Regions from separate parts of the Mus musculus genome. Here region 2 is linked to region 1. A link is a contact called in public promoter capture Hi-C data. All regions are on one chromosome and are shown on one strand. The core of a region is the stretch at or near the end of the contact, and the rest is flanking DNA. Distances in the headings are between cores, read along the strand shown. Region 1 holds the start of Zfp964 (zinc finger protein 964). Region 2 holds the start of Slc25a42 (solute carrier family 25, member 42).

What was found. Promoter capture Hi-C pulls out the DNA fragments that hold promoters and counts their contacts.
Region 2: a contact with region 1 is called in a promoter capture Hi-C map of pre-B cells, with 3 times the contacts expected there. The contact joins the promoter of Slc25a42 here to the promoter of Zfp964 in region 1. A contact is called at or near these places in 2 of 39 promoter capture datasets (cranial neural crest and pre-B cells).

What each region holds. Positions count from the first base shown.
Region 1 is chr8:69,649,652-69,656,070 of GRCm38.p6, reverse strand. Zfp964 (zinc finger protein 964) reads right to left here and starts at 1,515. Exons shown (of 4, transcript NM_001177527.1): 1 at 1,475-1,515. The coding sequence starts at 1,477.
Region 2 is chr8:70,207,706-70,214,417 of GRCm38.p6, reverse strand. Slc25a42 (solute carrier family 25, member 42) reads left to right here and starts at 2,137. Exons shown (of 8, transcript NM_001007570.2): 1 at 2,137-2,190.

The sequences.
Region 1 (6,419 bases), core at 266-2,765:
AATAAAAAATACTACAAAAAAAGAAAGTTGTAGTTTTAAAACTGCAAAGCTTGCTTTAAAAAAAATCAGTTTTTTTTTTAAACCATTCCTTTCTGTGTGCATGTGTGGCTATGCATTGCCATGATGCATGTATGAGGTGAAGGGACAGGAGTTCAAAGAAATTCTGTGGTTCTCGATTCTCTCCTTCTACCAAGTGGCTTATAAGGATTAACCCCAGGTCTCTGGGCTTGGCAGCAAAAGATGCCACCCACAGAGAGATTCGGAGGAACCAAGAACCTAAGTATTTTGTTTTTTTCTTTCTTCCTTTTGAGATAGGTTCTCACTATGTAATCCTGACTTGCCTGAACTCACGACATAGACCTGGCTGACCTAGAACTTACAGAGATCCACCTGCTTCTGTCTCCAGAATACTGGGATGAAAGGTGACTCCCAACCAGCTCAGCAAGAATCTAAGTTCTAAAAGGAAAACCTTGTTCACTTGATGGTAAGCGCCTTGAAACACTCAGGGTCACACCACCTAAGGAACACCAGTGAACACCTGGTCAGACTGAAAACTGCTGCGGAAAGTCATGGAATTGCAAGGATGTTAGAATACGGGTACAGCCCTGGGAAAGAGCAAAGCAGAGATTCATGATTCACAACTTCAAAACTGACTTAAAAGCAATTATCATTAAGATAGGATAAAGCTGCAGATAGGCCTAAGGAGTAATAGAGCACTTACCCAGCATGCTATGCAAAGCTGTTGCATCTAACTTCCAGACTGTGGGTGGGAAGGAGTAAATATTTTTTAAGAAAAGAAAAAATAAACTATACTAGGCTCTGTGACAACCTGAGTTCTATCCGTTAATCGCGGAAGGACAGCACTCATTCCATAAAGTTGTCCTGTGACCTTACACCTTCCTCACTCTACACACACACCGGGGACACACACCAATAAATAAGGCTGATTTAAGTAGGAGAGAGGGAGGGGGAAGGAGAGAGCTGCAGCGCACGGCAGGGGTCCTCCACTTCGTCTACTCGCTAGTCCCGCTCCACGTTTCTCTCCCTTGTCCTGGGGCAGCCCAGGCTGTCCCCTCTCCTCCAACAGCTGCGGGTTTACTGTGAAGCCCGCACGCAGGGTTACAAGTGAGTGCGACGTTAAGCTGTCACAACCCGCACTAGGAGAAACCTGCGCCGTCGAAGGAGCTGTGGGCAGACCAGCTCAGCACCGAGCGACCCCGCCCACGCGGGTGCTCTGGGCTCTGCAGCGTGCTGCCCTCGTCTCTCCGGGCCAGCCTGGCTCCCTCTGGCCAGCCGCAATCCGTCCGGGGGGAGCTCGCGGCTTCGCCTTTTAAACTCTAATCTTCGCACCAAGCCGAACTTTCCCAGACGCTGGACCCACCCCTCCCCCAGTCCCAAGGAGGACCCACCACCCCGGCTCCCGCGGCTCAGCCGGCCGCTCTTCCCCTTCTGGGGACTTCGGCCCTGCGCTCACCATGGCGCGGCTTCGAGCTCGGCCGCGCTCCCCTTAGCTACGGGCCGCAGTGGCCACAGCGAAGGGGGCCGAACCCGCTGCGCCTTCTCCGCTTCCCAGCGGAATGCACAGCGGGATTGCGATGGAGCCCGCCTCCCACCGCTCCCTGGCGCTCCTGATTGGATGGCTTGTCTGGAGGCCCTGATTGGCTAGGGCCCGACTTCGCTCAGCTCGGGAGAGATTTGCATAAAAGCCAGACCTGCCTGCTTCTTGCTGGGTACTTTAGTCTTCGGTGATCTCAAAAGCTTAGTTCCTATTGGTCTTGGGTCGTTGGTGTCCACAGTGCATTTACCAACTCAACGTCCAGTGTAGTGATTTCTTGCTTCAGACCTAGAATTGTTATAGGACCTTGGGTATGATGTATTCCGTGGACCTGGATTTTTATTCAGGGAAGCCAAAAAAAAATTTTTTTTTTTTTAAGGCGTGAGCGCCACCACTGCCTGGCTCCTTTTATTTTATTTTATTTTTTTTAAAGATTTATTTATTATTTTATGTAAGTACACTGTAGCTGTCTTCAGACACACCAGAAGAGGGAGTCAGATCCCGTCATGGATGGTTGTGAGCCACCATGTGGTTGCTGGGATTTGAACTCTGGAAGAGCAGTCGGGTGCTCTTACCCACTGAGCCATCTCACCAGCCCGGAAGCCAAAATTTTTGATAGTGGTCTGTCAAGTGGGGCTTGGTGGTTGGTACAAGTCCCCTTAATCCCAGCACTCATTCTGCTGGCAGCGAAAGACAGATCTCTGTGAGTTCTAGGCCAGCCTGGTCTACATTGTAAAAATCTGGGCTAGTTAAAGTTGCACAAAGTCTGGTCATTGTTAGAGGCCAGAACACACTGGCTCCTCATCAGCTCTTTCTGGTAGAGTTATTAAGACGCTATCTGTACTGTGATTTTACAACTCTTAACTTATAATTCAGTCCAGTATCTGGTCCTCTGTGCTCAACTTCACAGCTGGAAATAAGATAATAACAAATTCCAAGCGACTGGAGAAAAATGAAGGCGTTTTAAATATTCAGTTCTTCAGAGAGACACGGAACCTTAGAGAAAAGGCAAAAACGGCTGTGAATTTTGGCACAAGATTTTTTTTTTTAAGTCCCCCTGGGGGAGAAATTTCTGTTCTTTGTTTCTCACAGGCCAGTTCTGCTATTTTCTCAAATTTCCCATCTCCCTGGCTTAGGGTACAAAGCCTTATCTAAGGAATAACTCGGGATTTGAGGCTTCCTCTTTTCCTTATCATGATTTAAGTTACATAGTAAACCATGGGTAACTCCAAGTCTCATTATGGGCCGGTACCAGCCAGCGCTTGGAAGAAACATGCCCAGCACCTACTGCTTATCTGTAACTGGTGAACTCTAAATGCACTTTATACTGAAATGGACAATGACAGTCCAATTCAGTGGTTCTTGACCTGTGTGTCATCAGATCATCAGAAAACACATATTTACATTATGATTCACAGTAGTAGCAAAATTATAGTTTATACAGTAGCCAAGAAAATAATTTTATGGTTGGGGGGATCACCACATCATGATGAACTATTAAAGGTCATGGCATTAGGAAGGGTGAGGACCACTGTCTCACACCATCACATATGCTAGCTCAGACTAAATCATGTGGTGTTTAACTTTAATTTTTTCAAAACCTATTTTTAATGATGGTTCTTAAATGCTTTAGCCTTCCTTCTAGCCCACCACCCTCCAGAGGTAGTGGAAAAGAAAGGATACAGGAGAAGTGGACCTGTTTAGAAAGGTTCTTTGGAGAACCTTCCATCTGCATTGTCTGGAAATCTGCAGTTCAGTTCACAGGTCATCAACAGCAGCTCGATTCACTTGTAAACACTTCACAGATATACCAACAGTCCAGTTTGATAGAGTTGGGATAGCAAACATGAGTCAGCAGTGGTGGTACTATTTAGCAGAGACAGCCAGGCCTCAGCCTCGGCAGCAGAAAGGACCAACCAGCAGGAACGCCAGGAAGAGTTCTTGGCTGTGCTTTTCTCAGCGAAGTGAAGATCATCAAAGAAGTCAAAAGACCAACACGTGATGCACAGCTAGCTCTATAAGCAAGCCTAGCTCAGCCTCAGTCACTGTGCACTGAGTCCCTTTTATACCCTCTCCAAACATCATGAGTTCTCTTTGTGCCTTGCCTAAACACATGCCATACTTCAGCATGTATGTCTGTCTCAGCTAACATCACTCTGCCAATCAGCCCAAGTCTGCAGAAGTGGCAAGAAGCTGCAGCACATCACCAGGAGTTTTTTGGTGCATTTATCTCTATGGAGTTCTGACAAATGCAGCTCAACTGCACAATGTAAGGTGGACCAATACATGCGTGTGGTTAGCAAAGAATCCTTCATCACATGTCCTTTCATGTGCTTGCTTTAGCAGAGCATCTTTTCACATGTGTCCACTTCAGGAAAACACTCCTTCACGTGTTTGCCTCAGCAAAACCCCATCCAATACAACAAACTCTCCAAAGAGCCCTTACATTTCTACTTTGTAGTATTGAAATGGCTGACACCCAAAAGCCAATATTTCTTTAATATACAAAAATTAAATATTTCTTTATTGGAGGGATGTTGAAGTCCCCTTTGTAACCCTTCTTTTTTTAAAAAAGATTTATTTTTTTATTATATGTAAGTACACTGTAGCTGTCCTCAGACACTCCAGAAGAGGGCATCAGATTTCGTTATGGATGGCTGTGAGCCACCATGTGGTTGCTGGGATTTGAACTTGGGACCTTCGGAAGAGCAGTTGGCACTCTTAATCACTGAGCCATCTCGTCAGCCCCAGTAACCCTTCTTATTGAGGGGGGAAATCTCTCTTAATCTTAGCTTTAAACTACCCCTTTCCTTTTTTTTTTTCCTCCTGTTTTCTCTTTTTCCAAGTAGGGTGTGTCTTGGTTACATTTTGTCCACTTGACACAACCTAGTGTAATCTGTGAAGAGGACCTCAGGGTATTTTCTGGATCAATGGCTGATGTGCCCAGCTAACTGAGATGGTACCGGTCTTAGTCAGGGTTTCTATTCCTGCACAAACATCAGGACCAAGAAGCACTTGGGGAGGAAAGGGTTTATTCAGCTTACTCTTCCACATTGCTGTTCATCACCAAGGAAGTCAGGACTGGAACCCAAACAGGTCAGGAAGCAGGAGCTGATGCAGAGGTCTTGGAGGAATGTTCTTTACTGGCTTGCTTCCCCTGGCTTGCTCAGCCTGCTCTCTTATAGAACCCAAGACTACCAGCCCAGAGATGGTGCCACCCACAAGGGGACCTCCCCGCTTGATCACTAATTGAGAAAATGCCTTACAGCTGGATGTCATGGAGGCATTTCCCCAACTGAATCTCCTTTCTTTGTGATAACTCCAGCTGTGTCAAGTTGACACACAAAACTAGCCAGTACAGTACCCCTGGTCCTGTGTTCTAGAAGAAAGCAGCCATATCTCCATTGCCTATGCTTCAGCTCCTGCCTCCAGGTTCCTGCCTTGAATGTCTTCCCTAACTTCCCTCCATGATGGATTGTAGGTGTAAGCTGAAATAAACCCTTTCCTCCCCAAGCTGCTTTTGGTCCTGTTGTTTTAGCACAGCAATAGAAGGCAAACTAAGGATCAAACTTTAGCCCTGGATCGCTTAGAACTCACAGATACCCTTCTGCCTCCGACTTCAGAGTGCTTAGATTAAAGGTGTGCCAGTATTCCTGTCTCCTTTCTGGATTTAAAGAGAAGCCTCTTCTTTCCTGTAAGGCTCCCATTCCTGATGTCTCTCACATAAATTGTATTGTTTCTCTCCCGTGCTCTTCCACATCAAGGCCAGACCATGGGCTTCAGGCCCTTTCTAACAGAGCTAATTCCTGAGGGGTAGTGTTGACTTGGCTGCTTTCATGAGTCAACATCTATTTTAGTTACTTTTCTGTTGCTGGGAAGACAGTGGGACCAAGGCAACTTATAGAAGAAAAGTGTTTATTTGGGGCTTATGATTTCAGAGGGTTAGAGCGGCAGATGGTGGAGCAGCAGCAGCAGGTGTCTGGGGAGCAGCTAGAGCTCACATCTTGAAAGACAGGCAAGAGGCAAAGAGTGCACTGGAAGTCCACACCTCCCAGTCTGTCCAGAACAGTGCCACCAACTGGGGAGCAAGTCCTCAGTATGAGCCTGTGGGGGTCATTCTCACTCAAACCCCCACACATCTGTATCTAACCCATACATCTTCTATAGCTAACTGATTGCTCATCCCTAACCTCTCAAGCTGCACATTTCAATGTAAAACCAAAAACACATGCCAAGATCGATGTTACCTAATCCCAGAACACAGGAGGCAGAAGCAAAAGAACCATAGTTCAAGATCAGCTATTGCTACATAGCATGTTTGAGATCAGTAGGGGCTAGCTGAGATCCTGTCTTGAGAAAACTTCTAAATAAATAAAACATATCAGATATTAAAAGTTGAAATAGATAACACATGTTGTCTTAGTTTAGAGTTTCTATTGCTGTGGCAAAACACCATGATCAAAAAGCAAGTTTGGGAGGAAAGAGTTTATTTGGTTTATATTTCCACATTGCTATTCATCACCAAAGGAAGTTAGGACAGGAACTCACACAGGGCAGGAACCTGGAGGCAGGAGCTGATGCAGAGGCCATGGAGAGGGGCTGCTTACTGGCTTGTCTTCCATGGCCTGCTCAGCCTGCTTTTTTTTTTTAAATAGAACTCAGGACCACCAGCCTAGGGATGGCACCACCCACAATGGGCTGGGCCCTCCCCCATTGATCACTAATTGAGAAAATGCCTTGTAGCTGGATCTCATGGAGGCATTTCCTCAACTGAGGCTCCTTCCTCTCTGATGACTCTAGCTTGTGTCAGGTTGACCACAAAACCAGACAGCATGCATGCTAAAAGGGAAACAAAATTATTAAG
Region 2 (6,712 bases), core at 888-3,387, 560 kb before region 1:
TAGGATGATGTATGTCCCTCAGCTGTGGGCAACTGCAGGGCCTGCTCATAGTCCCCAGCTCCACAGAGAGGCAGCAGGGCCTTGGGCATGAACATGCCATAGCATGGATGTGGAGAGGTAAAAAAAAAAAAAAACAACTTTTGGGACTCTGTTTTCTCTTTCCACCATGTGGGTTAGGATATTAAATGCAGGCCATTGTGGCTGGTGGCCAGGTCAGAGCCTTTCTGAAGGCCCAGGCTGCTTCCATCTTGGGTTTGAAGGTATCTTATAGTAAAACAAACCATGCTCATTCCTGTTTATGATTACATCTCTGTTTCTCAGGACATGGGCTATATCCCACTGTAACCTTAATTACAAATGGTTCTTTCTACTACCTGTTCCAGGAAATAAAAAACCATGTCTTAGTTTCAAAGGTTGTTATCCTGTTATGGCCACCTTGCAACAATGTCTCTGTTTCCCGTGGGTGTTATGACCAACTTGTTACCCTATGTTCTGCGTCTGTAACCCTATTTGCCTGCCAGATCCTCATTTGGAAAACCCCTACCCTGAGTTGTAAAGACCTAATCTTCTAACCCAACTAGTGGCATTCTCCTTTGAATCCCTGCAATTGGGAGGCAGAGGCAGTTAGATCACTGTGTTTTTGAGGCACGTCTAGTCTACATAGTGAGTTCCAGGACAACCCGGGCTCCATAGTGAGACACTGTCTCAAAACAAAAACAAATAAAACAAATGTATTTTCCCCACTTTCAATGTTGATTGATGTCTGGTTTTTAGGAAGAGACATCCCATGTACACAAGCTTGCTTTAATTAATTGCTTGCTTTAATTTTCTTGGCCATGATTTGGGTCGGTGGTCTTTCTCCTTGAATCTGTAGGATTAACATTTACCCATTGAGCCATCTTGCTGGCTCCTTCTGTTTCCACAAAGGGGTCAGGGAGGCAAGATTGAACCTAAGGATTGCTCTGTCCAAGGCTTGAGCAGACTGAGTAACTCAGGTCACTCCGTTCCCCACTGTCTTACTACCCTTTCTGAGGGGGTTCAGAGCTTCAATATACAAATTGAACAGCTAAAGTGCTCTGTAACCTTGGTCAAAGAGCTTGACCTCTCTGTGTTCCCTTTGACATGTGGTTGTATTTATTGTTTGGTTAATTCACCAGTTACCACAAACACAGGGATGTCATAAGATCTCGTAAAGGATAAAGCTTGGACCCAGAGACGTCACTTTCTGAAAGTCAGATCACGTCAGCAGGATTGCACTTTTGCTTCCCATGTTTTGCACATGAACTCAAGTAGCAGAGGAAGGCTGAGTGATCTGAGTTTCTGCCCTTTGTATCATCGGCAGGGGAACAGTAAAGGAGGGACGGGCTGAGAATTAACCAAGAGTGTTTCAACTGTCAAAGTCTAAATTCAGGAAAGAGTAAAGCTTCTGAGCGCCATGGGAACCTGAGGAGTCTGCGCGGAACATACTAGATCATCCAGGGCAGACAAGATAGTTATGGTCTGTACCTAGCGCGCCCACCCCTGGAAGATGCACCGCCTACAGCTTCTGCGATTGGTCCCAGGACCTGTACATCTTTAGTGTCGCAGTCAATCATCGTTGCCCTCCGGGCTACACCCTCCGATCCTCGAGCTTCGCCCTTGCCCAGCGCGCCAGCTTACTCAGAGCGCTGACCTTGCTCTTCAGCGATTGGCTAAGAGGGCTGTTTCCAGGCCCCGCCCCCTCCCTTCAGTTATTGGCCCAAAGCGTTGCTTGTTTTCTGCAGAATCCAATCCTCGCTTCTGTCTCCTTGTGCCCCGAATTCTCAGAAACCAAGAGCCGCCTTTCCTCTTAGCTCCGCCTATACCCCTTGGCAATTGGCCGGAAGCTCTGCCCATTTTCTGCGGGTTCCAATTCTTGAACGCCCCCCACCAGGCCTCTCCGCCTTGTACCCGGTGTAGAACGCTCAGAAGAACCAGGGCCGCCCCTCCATGTAGCCTCGCCCCTTCCTTTAGCGATTGGTTAAAAAGGATGCCCGTCTGTGCCATGCTTACCAATTCTTGCCGTCTCCAGCGCTGATTGGACAGGGCGTGACCAATGGCGGCAGGGCCTGGGCCCCTCCCGGCCTCGAGCTTAGGGCCCGCGCGAGGCGGGGCTGCAGCGGCTGAGGCGGCTGAGGCAGTAGCGGCAGCAGCGGCGACGCGTCCGGGCAGGTGAGCGCGACCCAAGGAGTGCAGGCGCCAAGGGGCGACGCGGGGTGGCGGGGTTCTCGCGGCCCGGGCTGGGAGGAAGCGCGGCATGGGGCCGTTTCGTTGTGACAGCAGTGTCGCGAGCGTGGAGAGGTGACAGATCCCCTCACACACCCTGTGTTTCGCGCGTCCTCGGGGTCCCCACGGCCAGGCCGAACCCTAATTTCACACCGAGCTGCCCTGAGAGTGACAACCCCTGTGAGGCCAAGGTGGCCGCTTACGCACCCAACATGCGTGCCTCGCAGACCTGATCTTCCTCAGCCCGCTGCGTGTCCTTCCTTTGGAACCCGGGTGGACGCTTCGGGTGCAAGCTTCGGGTGCCACCCGGACGCGGCTGCTACACACGTGCACCTGCGTGCCTCTCCCCGTCCCTGTCGCGCAACCATCGCTTCACTCCCAAAGCAAAGTCCACCTAACTTGTGGTTTTAAATTTTTTATTTTCGTCCCCCGTGTAGTGCGAGTGGTGGCTTGGTTTTGGAAACCGTGTTTCACTGTGTAGAGCCAGCTGGTCTGGAACTCACAGAGATCTCCCTGCCCCTGCCTCCCAAGTGCCAGGATTAAAAGTGTGGGGTACCACCTGGTCTGTTATTGCTTTAACAGGGCTTTTAAATTTATTTCTAGCATTTCATTTTATTGTATTTATTTATTGATTAGTTTTGGAGTCAAAGTCTTGCACTGTAACCCAGGTTGTCCTTGAACTTTTATAAAGAGTGCTTGAGGTCAGGTGAGATGGCTCAGCAAACTGAGTTTTTGGGAACTGCCAAAAGTTGTCCTCTGATCTCTACATGGGCTCTGTGGCACACACGTAAATACACACACACACACACACACACACACACACACCACAATATGTATATGTATATGCATATAAAATCACTTCTTGACACAGCATGATGTTATGAGTCATCTGTGCACTGAACAGGTAGAGGTAGGATCAGAAGTTCAAGGTTACCTTGGCTACACACAGTGAATTTGAGTAGCCTGGTCTGTTTAAGACCTTGTTTCACAAAAAGAAAGGAAAGAAAACTAATGAGCAAACAGTGCATAGACGGGAGTGGAGTTGGTAGAGTGCTTGTTTGAAGTTGGGGGTTCCATTCCTAGCACCAGAGAAACCAGGTGTGGGGGTACACACTTATCATCTCAGCAGGGGGATCTGGAGTTCATGTCCAGCCTGGGCTACTCAGAGGCCCTGTCTCAAAGACCAATAACAAACAAAAATCTCAGGGCTGGACAGCTTTTGAGTCATTTCTGGACTTAGAATAATCTCCTCAGCCTGATGCTCAGAGCATCCCAGTTCACCAACCAGAAGTCTGAAGCCCTCAAACGCTGCAGCAGGCTCTGCCTGGCCCCCTTGAGCCTTGTCTGTGAGCCAGCTCCTGTCAAAGGCTGCTTACTGGTGTTTCTGTCTCTTGAGTTAGTGGAGGAAGGGAGCCCCCACCATACTCCACCCCATTCCCAGGCATTTCTCCCAAGTCGTGACTGATGAATCCGGAAATGCTTAGCTGGAAGGGACAGCCCCTAGGTGGCTGCCTGAGCTTGTGTCTCCAGGCTTTGGAGGGTGTGGAGGCAGGCTGGATTGGTGGGCTGCTAAACATCTGGGGCGCTGTTGGTTGCGGTCGGACCAGGCCTTCTCCGTGACCTGCCCGAGTTCCTTGCTGCTGTTCAACAGTAAGGAAATACTTCTCAGAGTTGGGAGAGCTAATGTTTCAACTGCTTAAAGCGTCAGTGCAAAAAGGTGGGGGCCTGAACTGGGGAGGAAGGTTTTTCTGGCAGTTTTTTAGTTCTAAGTCTAATTTCCATGTGTGTAGGAGGACAGTGGCTTTGTTATGAAAAATCAATAAAGGTCTTATTTCCTGTAAGGCTGTCCCAGTGCTGTCACTCTCAGTGGTCTCTCCCTTCACTGAGGATAGTGCCAGAATGTTCCTCCTGCTCATGTCACCTTCAGCTTCTCCTGTGGAAACTGTAGCCTTTGGGACTTTCCATTTGATTTCAAGCAAGGTCATGGGGTACACTCAGTAGTAGAATACTTCCTTAGTATTTTCAAAGCCTTTGGTTTCACCCCAGCCTTGAAAAAGAAAATTATATGTGTATATAATATATGTGTACTTATATATATGGTTATGTGAGCTGTGTGCATGTATGTATGTCTATGAGTTTACTGTATGTGAATAAGGCACACAGACACACAGAGGCCAGGGAAGGATGTCTGGTGTTGCTTCAGCAACCATGCCTGGCTTTTTACGTGGGTGCTGGAGATTTGAACTTGGGTTTTCATGCTTGTCTGCAGCAAGAGCTCTTACCTCCTGAACCATCTGCTCAGCCTCTCTGTACACATTCTTTTACACACACATATATAACGTGTACATAAAATTAGATTTTGATGATATAAGTGATACAGGTAGTTTAAAAAAAATCATTATGTGCCAGCAATGGTGTATTTAATTCTAGCCCTTGAAAGATAGAGGCAGGAAGATCTTTGTGAGTTTTAGGCTAGCCTGGTCTATGCAGTGAGTTTTAGAAAAACCAAGGCTACATAGTAAGACTATTTCCAATAAATCAATATTTTCAGGCATGCTGTGCACTCCTTTGATCCTAGTACCAGAGAGACTGTTCAAGGCCAGCCTGCAATACATAGCAAGATCCTATTAGAACAGAACAATAAGAAAAATAGTTATAATCACATGAGTATAGTGGTAAGGCTTACAGTCCCAGATAAGGGAAGCTGAGACAATATTGAAGCCAGCTTGGACTCTACAGCAAGACCTTGTTTCAATAAAACAAAACAACCAAAACTCCCCAGAAGTGCCTGTTTTATGCCCACTACCATCTTAGCATTTAGAAGGAGGAGACAGGAGTATAAGAGTTCAAGGTCATTTTTAGCGACACAGAAAATTCAAGGTCTTTTCAGATTACTTGAGACCCTGTGTCAAGCAAAGTGAAAACAAAAAAAACCCCCAGATATTAAAAATAGCAAGATTGGGCTGGGTGTGGTGGCACATGCCTTTAATCCCAGCACTTGGGAGGCAGAGGCAGGTGGATTTCTAAGTTCATGGCCAGCTTGGTGTACAGAGTGAGTTCCAGGACAGCCAGGGCTACACAGAAACCCTGTCTCAAGACCCCTCTAACAACCCCCCCCCCAAAAAAAAATAGCAAGATTGGGCTGGAGAGATGGCTCAGCAGTTAAGAGCACTGACTGCTCTTCCAGAGGTCCTGAAATCAATTCCCAGCAGCAACATGGTAGCTGTGGTTGTTTAAATAGGCTTGGCTCAGTGAATGTACCATTTGGAGGTGTCATCTTGATGGAGGAAGTGTGTCACTGTGGACGTGGGCTTTAAGACCAGTGTCCTAGATGCCCAGAAGCCAGTTTTCTCCTGTCTGCCTTTGGATGAAGAGGTAGAACTCTCAGCTTCTTCAACCCCAAGTCTGCCTGGAGGCTGCCATGCCCCTGTCTTGATGATGATGGACTGAACCTCTGAACCTGTAACTCAGCCCCAATTAAATGTTGTTTATCATAAGTTGGCTGGTGTGTCTGAACAGTGTACTTAAATAAATAAATAAATAAATAAATAAATAGCAAGATGGTCATAGCTAACTATGGGATCTGCATAGGCTCTTGCTGTGGTGAGGCCAGATGAGTAGCAGATCCCTCACTGGTGACTCTTTAAGCTGTTGCCTCTAAAGTAGCCAGTGGGGATGTGCATGAGTGGGCCAGGGCAGCCCCTCAGCACCCCCTGTCTTTATGACTAGGTTCAGCTGCCAGGGCCAGGCCAAGGAGACTAACTGGCCATTGTTCTCTCAGGGAGAAGGTGGAAGGCCTGCTTCCTCCAGTAGCCAGTTCAGACAGGATTAAGGACTCAGGCTTGCCCCTGTGGCAGGTTAGCAGCAGTGCTGAAAGCCTTTGATCTGTCCCCGTCAATGTCCTGGCTCAGGAAGCAGGCCTCACAACAGACTTTGGATCCTTTTCCACAGTGAGGTAAAAGGTCAGGGCATCTCACAGTCCCTCTCTGAAAAATGCTAAGAAAAATCAGAGGAGTCAGGGTATGAGCTGTTGTCCTGGGGTGTGGGTGCTGGGATTGGTTTCTCTCTACACACAGAAGTTGAAAATCACCTATGTTTGCCAAGTGCTCTGACCCCGAACAGTACTCCAACTCGGGTCTTGATATTTTAGGGTAAGGCACCCCAAGAAAAACAACAGTGAGGCTGGGAAGATGGCTGACTACAATGCTTATTGTGCAAAGGTAGTTCAAGCCATAGAGCCTATTTAAGAGAAAAGTCTGGAACCCAGGGTGGGGAGGTGGAGACCAGTGAATCCCTGGGACTTGCTGGCCTCCCAGCCCAGCTTAACATGTCAGGCTCTTTGCCAATGGGAGAAGTGCAGTTCTCAACCTTCCCTTGCTGCGACCCTTTAATACAGTCCTCATGTTCTTGCAGCTTCCTAACTGTAACCTTGCTACCGTTATAGACTGTAATGTAAATATCTGCTATG